Regions from separate parts of the Gossypium hirsutum genome. Here region 1 is linked to region 2. A link is a contact called in public Hi-C data. All regions are on one chromosome and are shown on one strand. Each heading gives the region's core, a stretch centred on a gene start, on an enhancer-like site or on the middle of the called end of the contact. The rest is flanking DNA. Distances are from core to core; before and after follow the strand shown.

Region 1 (2,996 bases), core at 394-2,893, 180 kb before region 2:
AAAAAAAGTAAAACAAAGATGAAATTATATAAGATAAAATGCAAAAACCTCAAGTATTAGCCATCAAAGGGGAAAAAAATTTGCAGAAACTCAACATCATCATCAACATGGATTAAAGCATTTTTCTCTTGATGCTATCTAAAATGTTGAATTTCAGTTCAAACAAATCAACAGCACTTATTGATCATAAGCAAGAAGAAGAAAGATCATACGATATAAAGCAATTTAATGAATTTTCTTTCCTTGTTGTAAAATTTTCTTTAGATCCAAATAAAGGAGACTAGACTTATAGCAACAAAGAGACATCAAGTATTAGCCATCAACGAAAAAAACTAAAACAAGGACTAAATTCTGTGAGATACAAACAATGGTATAAAGATCAATGCATAAACAAGAAAGGGAAAAAAGGGTTGATGCAAATGAAAGAATTACCTGGACGAGAGAGCAACCAAAGAATGAAGACGCAGAGGAAGAGGATGAGAGGGATAGCGTGAACCAACTTCTCCGGCAAAGGAAACATTCGAAAGCGAGAAACCCCTTTCTTCTTTTCCTCGGCGTTGCCTGTTGGTATTGCCATTGAACGACGACCTGGTCTCATCATCTTTCAAGATTGATTTTTTCTCTACCATGAGTTCCAAGTGTTCTTGTTTGGAGGGGCTGATGAAGATACAAGACTTTTTTTTGGGGGGCGGGGGGTACTATCAGTTGGTTTAGTTATAGCTTCTAACCACTTTAGGCGGGAAATCTTGCAGCTCCTAACTATAACTTAAGGTTAGAGCTCACGCAGGGTTAAGTTAAGTCTATATATTAGATTATTTCACACTGTGCCAGACAACGCGTTTACTTATGGGTAGTGTAAAAATAGTGTTGATGGTGAGATTATATATTATAATAATATTATAGAGTGTAACAAAAAAGATTAAACGCACCACGTTGAAAGTAAACGTCTATTCAAAGGGGCACCGTAAGTGACAAGGAAAAGTAATTTAAATCATATGAAAACTAATATAAGTATTAGGAATTTTTTAATTGTATATGTTTAAAATTTTAATAGTATATATAATCAGTAAATGTTAAATGAAATAATATATTTTTATTTTTTAAAAAAAAATTATTATGAAAGACTCTAAATAAACTTTAATGGTATTAAAAATATAAGTAAATTTAGATCAAATTTGAAATCATAATGTAAGTCAAATCGAGCGTGCTAATATTATATAACAATTTACCATTTGTAATTTTAACAATAGTGACCAGAATAATTAAATTATATAACGTAGTTGTTTAAATTGTAAACTTTTTTTTATTTTTGGTGCCTAAAATAAATATTTTTTTATAATTAGATAACTATTTGTATACTTTTCGTATTAATTTAAATTGAATTAGCTTATTGAATTAATTATTAAGGTTAATATGTATGGAAGTATTTGAAAAGAGGTTTAGTATCTAATTTGTTTTTAATCTAAATTGTATTTAAACTTGAAAACGATAAATCAATTTGGTATTTTTTTTATTTTAAGTAATTAACTAATATTGTTGAAATAAATTCATGTGACACTAACAATCTATGGCATATTGGTACGCGACAATAAGTGGCAAAAATATATTTTTATAAATTTACTTACCATTTTGAAATTTAGTTACCAAAGTTACGCGTTGCCAAGTTCAGTATATAACTATATGTTAACCGTAGTTATCATCTAACTTGAATTTTCTTTGCTCAGCCAAAATTTTGATGTTCAACTGAGCCTAATCCAGTTAAGAGCAGGATGAAGATCGAATCCTTGTGAATTTGAGATGGGTTGCCCAAATCATAGCCCATTTTCAACTGCCTGGAACCTTTGACTTTGCGTGGACTCTTCTGGATGATATACATATTACATATATTCACAAAAACAAACATTTCCAGGCAAAATTAGCTTAGAAATGGTAGTGGCGAGATCAATAGCGCTAAAAGCAGTGAATACCGCCAGTTTATGGGGTCTAAACCGGAGTCGTTTCGGGGGTTTGCCCAAGGTCCAAACCGTGAGGGCATTGTCGACAATCATGTCTCCGCCGTCCAAGGCAGTCGTCTACGAGCACCACGGTCCACCCGACTCCGTCACCAGGTCCCCGATATCCAAATTTCGTTACTATTATTATTATCTTTCTTTTTTTATTGCTTACTTTTTTATTTATAGAATGATAGAGCTACCCCCAGTAGAAGTGCAGGAGAATCAAGTTTGTGTTAAAATGTTGGCTACTCCCATTAACCCCTCTGACATTAACCGTATTGAAGGTCTGGGTTTTCTTTTCCACGTTGGGTTTTACTTCATTTGATTTAAAAGTCTTGATCTTTGATTAGTTGAAGAATTGGGTAGTTGTATACTATGTTATTCGGACTCTTTATAGATATAGGGATACGAACTTTGGGGAAAAAAAATTTAACCATGCTTATGCCGGGTACATGCTCATATCCACAAATCATAGTCGAGTCCGAATAACATAAGTTTTGAATAATAATAGTAATAATGAGTTTCAAGGCTTTTGTAAATAAACAAAAGTTTATTTTTATTGTATAGGAGTATATCCTGTGAGGCCACAGGTGCCAGCAGTTGGAGGCTATGAAGGTGTTGGAGAAGTGTATTCTGTTGGTTCTGCGGTTAAGGGTCTCTCCCCAGGCGATTTGGTCATTCCATCTCCACCCTCCTCTGGTTTGTTCTTTGCACCTTTTGCTTTGCAATTGTAATTTTACTTCGAATACCTAGTGCTTAAATATCGATAATCCTACACATCTTTCTAGTTATGTATGTTCAAGTTTAGGTGCTAAATTTTATATCTCGAATTACCTTTAAGTTGGAATGTGAAATGGATTGCTGTTAAAAGAAAATTGGGTAGGAAAGTTTAAGAATGGCTAGTCTTATTGCACTCAGTAGTGTAAGAGATTTAACGCCAGAGATGTGATTGAACCTATTGTAGTAAAATAATTAGTTGAAACTTGCAAGATTCTGAGATCC
Region 2 (2,869 bases), core at 43-2,542:
ATACTTTCCCTTCTTAGCATGATGGTGATGAGACGGGCTCTGATGTTGCCCTTGGTGATGATGCTGATACTGCTGATGATGCCCACCAGAAACACCTTTAGTCTGTTTTGGCCCATCAATAGCCTTTTGGCAATGAAGAACATGACCTTGAAAATTCTTATGAGGCTCCTCTAATGCTTTTTTTGCACTATCGACCGACCTATATACAAAAAGAGCAAACCCTTTAGGTTTCCCTGTCTGCTTATCAAGCCCCATTGGACCTTCCTCAATTTCCCCATACTGTTTAAAAAACTCAAGCAAATGCCCCGGGTCCAATTCAGGCGATACGTTACTAACAAAAATCTTCCTCTGGGTATACTCGGAAACCGGTGGACCCGTGGGAGGCGGAGCAGGAACCGGTCCTTGCACTGCCAGCTGACAAGAAGTGGTTCGAATACCGATCTTCTTCTGTGGCTGTTTCAAAGCCCGCCGCGCCCCACTCCTATGTTTAAATAGAATAAAAGCGTAACCTTTCGATTTCCCGGAAACCCTATCGGTAACCGCTTTGCATTCTTCGATCTCGCCGTACTTTGAAAACTCGCCGGTAAGGGTTTCGGCAGTGGTATCCCAACTCAACCCGTGTACAAAGATCTTCCGATGGGCCGGGTCCGCATCCGCGAACTCCCGAACCGACGAGATAAAATCCGGGTGATTCTCGACCGCTTTTTTAATAAGGGTAATCAATTGATCTTTAGCGAACGGTTCTAGAAGTTTCTCGACAGGTTCGTCGTCGCATTCATCTTCTCGACCCGTTTCTCTTCGTGCTCCGTTTAAAACGGCGGCGTATGATGAACCTACTAAGGTTTCGTTTTCCGCTTCTTCGTCGTCCTCGTCATCTTCCTCCTCCTCCTCCTCCTCTTCTTCAAATTCCTCTTCTACTTCTACTTCTTCTTCGATTTCCTCTTCCACTTCTAGTACTTGCTGTTCTTCGTCCACGTTTGGATTCGGGTTCGGATCTTCGGGTATGTATACGGGTTGTTGCTGCTGTTTTTCTTGGGCCGGTTGAGGTTCCGACGCTATTTTCGGGGGTTCTGGATCAGAGGAGCTTTGCTTTCGCTTTCTGGCCATGGAGGAATTCAAAGATTTGCAACATCAAATTTAGGGATAAACTGAGAATCGGGACAGCCTAGGGTTTACTCTTTTAAGTATTGGTATCATATTTTGTATGGGTCGGATCGGGCGCCCATGGTTTTGTTGGGCTCAATAAATTTGGGCCTTTTTATCACATCTTAAGAAAATTTATGAGTGAATTTTGACTCCAACCAAAACTTCAACTCCATCCCTTTGAATTTAATTCCATTCAACTTGAATGGTAATAAAAACACAACATTTGAAACCCAAAGTAATGTCGTATTGACATAACTCCACTTGATACGCTGGACACTTATAAAATTTAGTAATAATTTTTTAATAAAATAATAAAAATTTAAAAAATTAATACTTAATTCTAACTTTAAATTAAACCGATACAATTAATTTTAACTAAAATGAATTCAACCCACACATTGAAATAGGTCAAGTTTTCATTATTAATTCAATCAATTCTTGTGTCCAAATAATATTTTTATATTAAACATTATATATGTTTAAAAATATACTTAGTTGTACTCCAAGTAATTATCTATTAATTAGGTGTTGATCTATTTCAAAAATTATTTAAATTCGAAATATCGATAATATTTTATAATTTGAGAACCTAAGAATATATATATTAAGGGCATATAAATAAACTCGAAAATGAATTTTATTATAGATAATCGAGTTTTTAATATTAGTGACAGACACAAGCAATTTAGTGCCTTCATGATCATAAATACATTATAGTAATATGACGTTAAAAAAATGAAATAAATAATAATGTTTATAATAGATAAAATCATATGATTTTTTTTTATATAAAATAGAGTTTATATTGGTTTGAACTATAAAATTGAGGATATTAATTATTAATAATATATATTATTTTAAAGATTATTTTAATTAATGTTGAGGTAAAAATTGTAATATCCATTCATCGTCATTACATATTTATTTAATTCACAATACATGTTATACTGAATTTGCTTTAAATTCACCCTTACCTCCCCGTATCATTCTCTAATGTGAATGTTCCGATTAAATTTAATTTATATATTTTTCTAATATAGTATTGTAATTATAATTTGTAATTCTGAAGCAATTGATTGCATCAATAGTCCAATGCCTTAGTATTGATTAAAGATAATTAAATTTACTCGTGAGTTGGGCTGGGTAAAAAATGAGTAGGTTTAGATGATGATAGATTAAATGAAAAAAAGATCAATATAAAAGACGATGATAGTTATATTGTAACAATATTTTAAATTGACATTGTTAAATATGATTCTTATTTTCAGTTAAATTTGAAAAATAATCTTTCAGTTAAACTCTGTTACTTGTTTCAATCAAACACTGATTAGTTTAGATTATTTTATTATTATTTGACATATGAATTTAGCCTATAAATAAGCTCTTTTACAACCTTAGAAAAATATACCCATTAGAGATTGGAACTCATAACACATTTAGAGAATTTTGCGTTTACGTTTTGAGGGTTCTTTGTTTTTGGGTTTTCGGGGTTCAATTTTATCTCCATCTTTTGTATTCTTTGTTCTTTTGCAATTATAGTAAAATTATCTTTGCCCGTGGTTTTTTATCCTCTTTGGAGGGATTTTTCCACGTTAAATTTGTCTGTCAATTTCTCAATTTATTCTACTATTTTTCTTATTCGTTGCTTAATCGGGTCGATCCTAACAGACATGTTTAATTTAGCATACTTTTAAGTATTAATAATTTTGTTGATTAAGTTGAT

The links. A called contact is a pair of places that touch in the nucleus more often than the background predicts.
Region 1: a Hi-C map of leaf shows a contact between it and region 2, with 1.8 times the contacts expected there. The contact joins the promoter of LOC121224237 here to the promoter of LOC107963866 in region 2. A contact is called at or near these places in 2 of 34 Hi-C or Micro-C datasets (both in leaf).

Annotation. Positions count from the first base shown.
Region 1 is chrA03:6,794,883-6,797,878 of Gossypium_hirsutum_v2.1, reverse strand. LOC121224237 (enoyl-[acyl-carrier-protein] reductase, mitochondrial) reads left to right here and starts at 1,643. Exons shown (of 10, transcript XM_041107128.1): 1 at 1,643-2,108; 2 at 2,181-2,278; 3 at 2,562-2,693. The coding sequence starts at 1,927. LOC107950885 reads right to left here and starts at 709. Exons shown (of 2, transcript XM_016885807.2): 1 at 433-709. The coding sequence starts at 601.
Region 2 is chrA03:6,614,614-6,617,482 of Gossypium_hirsutum_v2.1, reverse strand. LOC107963866 (UBP1-associated protein 2B) reads right to left here and starts at 1,292. Exons shown (of 2, transcript XM_016900368.2): 1 at 1-1,292. The coding sequence starts at 1,107.